Linked DNA regions of Gossypium hirsutum: region 2 is linked to region 1. A link is a contact called in public Hi-C data. All regions are on one chromosome and are shown on one strand. Each heading gives the region's core, a stretch centred on a gene start, on an enhancer-like site or on the middle of the called end of the contact. The rest is flanking DNA. Distances are from core to core; before and after follow the strand shown. Region 1 holds the start of LOC107948599 (ACT domain-containing protein ACR10). Region 2 has its middle 14 kb from the start of LOC107931215.

Evidence for each region. Hi-C and Micro-C count contacts between places; a contact is called where the count stands out from the background.
Region 2: a Hi-C map of fibers shows a contact between it and region 1, with 5 times the contacts expected there. The contact joins the enhancer-like site here to the promoter of LOC107948599 in region 1. A contact is called at or near these places in 15 of 34 Hi-C or Micro-C datasets (anther, callus, fibers and 4 more).

Annotation. Positions count from the first base shown.
Region 1 is chrA04:65,220,733-65,225,412 of Gossypium_hirsutum_v2.1, forward strand. It overlaps LOC107948599 (ACT domain-containing protein ACR10), which reads right to left and starts at 2,814. Exons shown (of 6, transcript XM_016883213.2): 1 at 2,431-2,814; 2 at 1,952-2,170; 3 at 1,753-1,858; 4 at 1,225-1,561; 5 at 746-1,030; 6 at 1-424. The coding sequence starts at 2,584. The coding sequence ends at 287.
Region 2 is chrA04:65,350,388-65,355,067 of Gossypium_hirsutum_v2.1, forward strand. No RefSeq gene overlaps it. Among protein-coding and RNA genes, the nearest start is that of LOC107931215, 14 kb to the right of the region's middle. Within about 2 kb of position 2,049, at least 4 of the 9 cell types and tissues checked have an H3K27ac peak or open chromatin away from gene starts, as enhancers often do. A contact at or near this core is called in fibers, where this site is marked.

The DNA of each region.
Region 1 (4,680 bases), core at 1,564-4,063:
CACAATCAAAGATACTTTACACAAACAATATATGCATGATATCTACCTCTATGATACATTCATGTATACATGGCCATAACAACTTACTGTTCCTTTTATCTACTTCCTACCAACTGGTTCCTATATTGCAAGGTTAGCCTCAGAAGCTGGACGTGTAAGGTGCGAAGTTCTAGAAAAGTGATCCATATTTACACCGACTCCACATGGTGGTGGCAGGGTAAAGTATACTGTACAGCTGCGCTAGCAACGGCCATTGTGGAGGGGGCAATGTTGTGACCAATCATAGTTATTCCCAACCCATCAAGCGCTTCCAAACTTCTTCCTCAACCTTTCGTCTCAGAATGGATGAACTAGCCCCTTCATCTAGTAGAATCCTGTAAACTTCCCACTCTCGATCTCCGATCATGTGTCTCCCAATCTCTGCCTGAAAAATATGCAGACTCGAAAAGGTTAACCATGCAAATTTCCAGAATAAAAAGGGACAGACACTAGATTCCAAATAAATCAGTTTTTTGTCCGAATCAAGTGGTATAACAAAAGTAATGCATTGATTTATGTTCGGACAGACAGGAACAGCGAAGAGGAATAATCAAGAAAAGCACATATTGCAGAAAAGATGTGTAAAACTTACAGCCACATTATATCAACTCTAATGCAGTGTTAAGTTCAAACTCCCAATGAAGCAAGCTAGTTTTTAAGCAACAAAAATACAGAAAGCATATCAGGGAGAGAGTTGAGGAAGTACCGAGAAGATGCAAGTATTAAGCATCTTTAGAGCAAGGGTAATGTCATAAAAAACAAGAGGCCGGCCCTTGCTTGATAACTCTACGGGATTTGCAACTAGAAGCTCAGTGTCAGGACCCCGGCTCACTACAGTTACTCTTAGTGGTTGGAGCAGTTCCATTTTCAGACGCGACGACAATGCAGTTTGCTTGCTAGGATCAACTATCTTCTTCCCATCGGATTGCATTATAAACAAGTCAATCTCACACTTTCTTCCTTGTTTTATATAGAAGCGTCCATATGAAATCTAGTCACATAACGAAACTGAGGCATTAACAGGGTGGAACTAGTTTTCAGGCTAAGCACGATTCCCTTCCCAATTGAAAATTTAAAAAGTAAAACGGAGCTTCCGCAGTTTGGAAAGGATTCAAGCCAATTATGATAGACAGATGCACATCATAATACTGAACATTGACAATAAAATTTGGAAAAACAATCTACCTGAATGTTGTAATCCTTTAGAGTTCGCGTTATGTCGTATAAAAGACCTTTATGATCTTGACAAACAATCTGAACAAGCGTGTGAGCAAGACTGAGTGAGTTGTCCATCGTGACACAAACATTGTTGGAAGTAAGTGATACACTTGGGAGGTCATTGGACATCTCTAAGTTGAAAATATCATCAGTTATTGCAGACGGAAGATATGGAGATGCTTGAGAACATGCCGTAATTTCTGGTCCAACCTTTTCAATGTTAAAGCTAATCACAGCTTCCTGCATAACATCTTCCAATGCTTTATAAGTCTCCTCTTGCCTATTTTTTGTATGTAATAATTCCCTGAAAAAAAAAATCATAATATTACCAAAGGATATGACTCAAGGTAGAGATGCAAGAGGCCTTAGCGTATCAGGGTTACCACGAGCAGTAATATCATTTAGACATACACATATGTAGTTTGAATAGAAGGCAAATACATGCTGTTTTTTAACAACTGATCCTGGCTAACAAACATAACACATAAACTGAACCTGGTGTCTGTGATGAAGAAAAGGTCCACCACTGTTCCATCAGGAGTTGTTGATACCTTCACTTTCTGTATATTGAGTTCAAGACTAGAGAGAACTTGTGTCACATCTGCCAAACCAAAACATCTAAAATTCATTCACTGATCAAAGTTTTTAACCACATTTTAGAGCTCAAAATCTTGAAAAAGGAAAAAGTGATTACCATGCAGAAGGCCTTTTCTATCAACACAACAAAGCTTGATGAGAAAGACATCAGGAGGCTTAGGAGACTGCAACTCAGAACGGTAATAAGAAATTCCAGAAGCAGAAGAGCAAGAAGGGCAAGCCTGAACTAGTCTTTTCTTCAACAATTCCCACCTTGTCGCTGGCTTACAAACCACCCAAAATACTATATAACACCATTTCCCATCCGTAGATACATCTTCACAAAACAAATCCCCCCAACATAATCATTAATTAATTTTCTTTCTTTTTTTTTAAAACATATATATATATCATAAAGAAGTCTAAACCATGTGACCAAAACTTAAGTCCAAATGATCAAACTTTTGATATACTTCCCAAATGCTCATCATTAAAACCAAAATCAAAACCAAGTTTTTAAAAAAGTAATGGAAAAAGTGGGGAAAAACATGCAAGCTTGGTTTAAAAGAACAAGGGGAGGGGGGGATTTGGAATTACCTCCTCGGACAATGCTAAGACCAAAAAAGAGCAAGATGCGGCATAAATCAGAGCCTAAACCAGTTTTATCAGGGCAGTTAACAGTGATAAGAGAGGGGTCTCCTTCTTTCTCCGACGGCCTTATAATCACAACGTCGTCATGTAGAATACCCATAGTAGTAGTATAACTTGAATGGTTGAAGAAACAGTGAAGAAGTTGGTTTTGATTAGGAATTGATTTGATATATTCTTTGGGTTTTGGTTCAATGAGAAGTTGCAGTGCTTGTTTGAGTAGTAGCGTTGTGGAGAGACAGACAGACAAAACATAAAAAGCAAAGCAAAGCAAAGCAGAGAGAGAGAGAGAGAGAGAGAGGGAAAGTTACTGCTTTGCGTTTCTTGGCTTGTGGTTCACTTGTAGGAGGAGGAGTTGTTTAGCAGTCAATTTTTCTTTCTTTCTTTTCTCGTTTTTACCGTTGGTCTCAAAATCTCGGCAACTACTCCATCCTCATCTCTAACCAATTATGTGAAGCGAATTCAAATTACATTTGAGGATATAAATACCATTAATCTGATAAGTTGGATCCTTTAAACAGTTAATTTCAAACATATAAATAAATAATTTTTAGCATTTCTTGAAATAAAAACTCAATATATCACGATAAAACGACGATATATGTTAATTTACCTTTTTCACTGGGTAAGGTAGTTAGCATGTTACGTCACTCGATGGTAAATCACCTGTACCGCACATAGGCCATCAGCCGCCATCACGTGTCCTTTACTTAAGTTGTGTTTTAATGGTCACGTGACCTTGGATTGCTCTATGACCGAGACCTCGGGAAACTTTTGCCTGTTGGATGGCTGTCCATCGGGCTTCCTTGTATTAATCAATATTTAACTTCTCCCATTTTAGATCTTGGATCCCACTCATATATGTTGCCTTTCCTTCCCTATTTTAGATTTAACTTTTTCTTTAACTATTAAAGTAATTAATTTTATTTATTTTAGGTTACATTTTAATTTTTTACTTTAATGTATTATAATATTTTAGTCATTAAATTATTAATTATAATTAATGATATAACGGTAAATTGACATAACACATTAAATATTCATTACAAACAAAAAATTTAAATTAAATTATATAATTGATATCCATATTTTTTTTTATTTTATGCAATTTAATAATTTTTTATGTTTTTTTTTAACTTTTTTTTTTATTCTCTTCTAATTCTCTCTCTATTTTCTTTCTTTCTTCATCTCTTTTAACATATTTTTTTATATTTTTTATTTGTTAAAACTTTTTTTATTAACAGACAAAACTCACTTGCAATGAATTATTAAGTAAATACGGTTGAAATAGTAATCGAGAGAAAATATCAAATTACTTGAGAAATTTTAGCATAATTATTTTTTAAATCTTAATTTTAATAAAAATAGATAAAAAAAATTTATCACATGTCTTATGGATGAATGGTGAAATTACAAAAATGATGACATTAAAATTAATTATTGTAGTAAATTAAGGGTACAAGATGTGTTTGGACTAAAATGTAATAATGAATGTAAAAAGTAAAAAAAAATACTATTAAAAATATAATATTAAAATAAGTTTGCATATAGATTAAAAACATATTTGATTTAAATAATAAATATAAATTAAATTATAGTATATAGTACTATATGGATAGGTGTCTAATTAAATGTGCATAATGTATATATGGTTATATGTATATATTATGAATTTGTATTGTTGTGTTGGCATTAAATATAGGATAGGAAACTTATTCAATTTTTTTAAAGATTTATTTTTCTCGAAATTTTAATTTTTTAAATATATAAATAGTTTATCCTAATTGTAAATTTTTAAAGTTTATATAAATAATAGCATAAATAAATTTTAGGATAGGTTTAATTTAATACTTGGCCCTCAAATTATGGTTTTTGTTTGAGTTAGGTACCTAAACTGTATTTCGTAACTAATATTGGCCCGTATGTTATACCCGTTTTAAAAAAAACTTTCGGCCAGTAAAAAATTGACACATCATTAAAATGTTATTTCCTTTTATTATAGTTGAAAAATAAAATAAGGGTAAAATTTGCTAGTAATCACCCAACTATTAGTAAATTTCTTTTTTAGTCACCCAACAATGAAAAGTTACAAAATGGTCACCAACAATTCAATTTTATCTTTTTTGGTCACCAATAGGCTAACATGGGAGCTTTTAAAATTAGCATGATAACAATTTTAACCTTCAACATTTATACATT
Region 2 (4,680 bases), core at 799-3,298, 130 kb after region 1:
GGCTTCTCAAAAATCAAAAATTATTCGTCGCTCTTAAAATTTAAAGTTTAAGTTAAATTATTATACTCTCTCTAAAATATATTTACAATTTAATCCTTAAAAAATTGTAAAATTTAAAATGACAAAATTACGTTTTTAGTTTATTTAAAAAAATTATAATTTAAATTGGATTCCTCCAAAAATAATTTTAACTTCGCCCTTGTATTTAAGTGAAACCCTCACAACTCCATATTTCAAATTTGGCCTGAATATCTGAGAAAGAAATTCACTTCCACTCGTTCCCCTTATTTCTCGATTTCTTCTGGCAACTTTAAAGTCGTTTCCATATCACCAAGGTTTATATTGATAAAATTAAGATTTTAAAATTTGTGAAAATTATGTGAGGGGTGGTTAGTTAAAATGTAAGGAAAACATTGCTTGGAGGAGACACATTGGAATGCATGTGAAGAAAAGGAAAGAGGAGTATGATATGATGTAAAGAATGAAAGTAGGTTGATCATAATGAGCACTTTATTTGGGTAGGATTGCTAAATGGTGTGAAATCTTGGAGTTTCCTTTAAGAGACAGTAATTGCCCTCGTCAAGGATCCCCGCTTCACGTAATGTTTCAATATATGTTGACTCATTTATAATATAATTTGAGTTAATTTGCTATATATTTATAAATTTTAACTAAAGATTTAGTTGAAATAATAAAATTAAATTATTTAAAAAAGTTACAAAAGTTATATATTTTGGTATCCAAAAGTAATAGTGTTATTTATTTAGTGTTTTATTCAAGTTTTACAATTAATTTGATGAAAGCAAATTGCTAATATTATTAGGTTTGAATTTTTCATGATTTTGTTAATAGAATAAATTTAGTACTAATTATGAATTTGTTTAATTTTGCGTTTAATTTGTCAAACACAATTCGATGAATGTGTTTTAATTCGAGTTTTAAGGTTAATTTGATGAAAATCGATTGCTAATATTATTAACTAATTATGTTTTTTTATCAAATTAACTCTAAAACTTGAATTAAATATGAAAAACTAACTTTTATTAAATACATGCATCAAATTGGACCAATAAATGATATAAGTACCAGATTAGAAAAAAAAAAAAAAGAGGTCAAACTCATGTACCAAGTTATGTATTAAACCTATTAAAAACCAATCTTTATTTTTCAGTTTTTTTTTTTTGCCTTCAATCTTTATTTTTTTTATTCTTTTGTCAATTTGTTTTTTCTTACAAATTTGATGAAAGCACGATTTAAAAAAAATTAAAGGGAGATGTAGAATATTTTTAATGAGATGTAATTTATTACTTAGGTAATCCAATAAGATAATTACATGTGAAAAATAATAAAATAAACAAATCATACATGGAATTAAAAAAAATAACTCTTAATTTAAAGAAAATAAACTTAATTATCTAAAAAAAGATTTCAAAATGGATGCATAGGTTTGTTTACTAAAAAGTTTCAAAAAGATAATTAATAAATCAAACCAACTGTGTACATTCATTTTAATTTTTTTTTGTAAATAATTACATTTATTTTCTTTAAGTTAAAGAGTTATTTTTTTAACTCCATGAGTTATTTATTTTATTAATTTTGTCGTGTAATTAGTTTTAGTATCAAATTTTCTTTTCTTCAAAAACATGAATGAAGAAGAAAATTATTCTTTTATTATGGAAAGAATTTGTGGCAAACTTATTCGTTGGAAGGCTAACCTTTTATCACCAGCAGGTCAATTAGTTCTGATTAAATCCACCACTACTACATGCAATGCCACAAGTTACCTGCTACTATTTACTAATCCATAGATCGAATCAATCGGGGGACTGAAAACAAGTCTAGGGGTCTGCTTGTTTACCAGGAAAACATTTTCCGGAAAATGTTTTCCTGATTTTCCAGTGTTTGTTTGCTTGAAAATCACTTACATTGGTAAAACATTTTCAGAAACACGAGAAAATGATAAGGGATTTTGGGGAAAATGTCTTACCGATTTTATTTCTGTAAGACATTTTCCATCTTTCCTCCTCCTTCTATCCTTCTCCTTCTTTATCCAATTGGACCAGTTCCCTTCCTGAAACAAAGCTCAAGGTAACTTTTTTATGCTTTACTCTATATTTCATTCAATTTGTGACCTCTCTCACTCAAATCTTCTTCTTCATTTTTTTTCTTTTGTTGAAGAATCTATTTGGATATTGAATCTGTTTAGATTTTGTATCAGTCTGTTGAAGAGTCTTCTTCTTCTTCTTCTTTTATGCTTTATTTAAAATCTATTTGTTTCTGGGTTTTGCATCATTCAGTTTATGCTTGCTCTTCTATTACCCTAGATTTGTTTTTTTTCTTTGATTTTCTGCTCTTATATAGTATGCCTCTATTTCTATGAAACATAGAGCCTTTCTTTCTTAGTCAGATTCTTTCCTGACTTGAACCAAAGCAATTCTTTCACCTCTCCACGGACACTATCACTAAACCATAGCTACTTTCATCATTGATCTAGTGGCATTCTATCTTTCATTCTGTACGCTAGCTGCTTGCTGCAACATTTAGCATTCTTCTTTTATGGCATTAACAAAAACAAAGCATCGAGAGAGAGAGTAGGCCATTTCCCTATCTGTTCATTTTTTTATTCAATCGAGTCCATAGATATTTGGTAACAAAACACTATCTTCCTTTTCTACTTTGTCTCTTCCAATTTCTTCCATAGATATTTGATGATGCAGTACAATTTTTAGGTGCGGAATATTTGTGTTGTATTGTCAAGTTTCAGTTTGCAGTAAAGGTTAATTTTGGTATCACCTCTTTTGTGCATGACTTTGGTATTCCCTCTTTGATACATCAAACATTTTTTCCTTTGCAAATTTCAAGAGGTTGATTTGAGCAGAATTAAATATATATTTTCCTAGGGGCTCTGCATGTTCACAAATTTGAAACTATGTTGAAATATTTTCTTTACATCTCAATCACTTTTTCCAACTTCATAATCTTGTGTGGTTTGCCCTGCTCATGATGCCCTTTCATTAACCTAGTTAAAAATGGAAGTTGGGGAGTTTTGCTTGCAGATACAGGAACAATAGCTCAGACACTTCGAGTTGACGTGTTGCATAGTTTTACATTCTCGTCGGTATATTATGACATGTGGTTCATTTTTGCAGAGCAATGTGAGCAGAATAAGGCTCGAGTCCTTGTTCACTGCATGTCAGGAAAAAATAGGTTGATTTTTATTTTACTGCTCTATTCTTTTGTTATCCAAGTAGCACACTAAAACAAACATGAGCATGTTGAAGTAGTGTTTTCCTCTTTCTCTTTTATCTTATATTATACAAGAAAGAAAATTCAAATTTGAATGCTGAAAATAGGATTTTGCATATAAACTACGGTGGAAGAACCTAGTTGGACCTCACCCCTAAATCTTTCTCTATAAGATGCCTTACACCCAAGTGTGTTTTTGCAAATAGGAGATTACCTGTTTTGTATGTGTGTAATACCTCATTTTTCTTTTAATTGGGGAGGGGGGATCAACTAGCATTGAGGCAAAAATGCTTAGGTGTGTTTACACTTATTTAAATGGGACAAATTGCTAGTGAGGATGATTATATTCTTTCTAAAAGGTCACCAGCTATTGTAGTAGCTTTCTTGATGAAATCTAAAGGATGGAGGCTTCCACAAAGCTACCAGTGGGTGAAAGAACGGAGACCATCTGTTGATATAAGTCAAGGTATTTACTAGCTTTGACTTGGATTACCTAATATTTATAGAAGCCATTTTATGTTGTTACCTTAGCTGATTGAATTCATTCGCTTAATTTAAAACTTAAGAATGCCACTTGGTATTATTTGGAAGAGGAGTCAGGTCTAGTACTGCTGCCATCACTATAAGGTCAGTATAATTGAAATTTAGTTTAGATATTATACACTTTTGAGGCCGCTGTCCGGGGATATAAGAAATTCGCACTTCAGAATTTGCGTACATGATTGCATGACTCAAGCTAAAATTTAGGTCCAGTAGACATAATAGTTTGTGATGTTTATTCATATGTGAGTTTCACTTTAACATTCTCTAACAGAAGAAAACTTACAAGTTAAAGAGTTTCACTTTAGTTTAGCAATATTTCAATTTCTGCTAATTTATAATTACTTACCTCGCTATAATTTTATAATTTTCAGTCTGGATTAAGATCAAATACAACACAGTCAGGTCAGACATCAACTGCAAGCTCTTCAGTGAAGTTGAAATCACCAAATAGGAAACGCCAAACTGGTGGAGATCCTGTAAGCACACAAGAATCAGTTGCAAATTAGAAGCAAGCGAAGAGCTTTGGTATTTTGTTAGTTTGATATTAGATATTTGATTTGGTTGGTATTAGTACAGAGTTTGTGCTGGTATAGCTACTGTTTTGTTAGTTTGATATTGAATATTGGATATTTTGGTGTTGGTTGATATTGCTATAGGCACTTTGTTATTGTTGGGTTCTTTTTGCTTGTGCAAATGCTAGATGGGTTGATAAAGGCCTATGATATTTCCACTCAATAAAAGACATACAAGGATTAATCTATACTGTTGATCATTGTATTTGTATAATTGACTTATTAGCTCGATGTGAAAATATATGAATTAACACATACTACTGATCATTACTATTGTATAATTGACATATTAGCTCGATTTTATTGCTTTGGTTGTTTT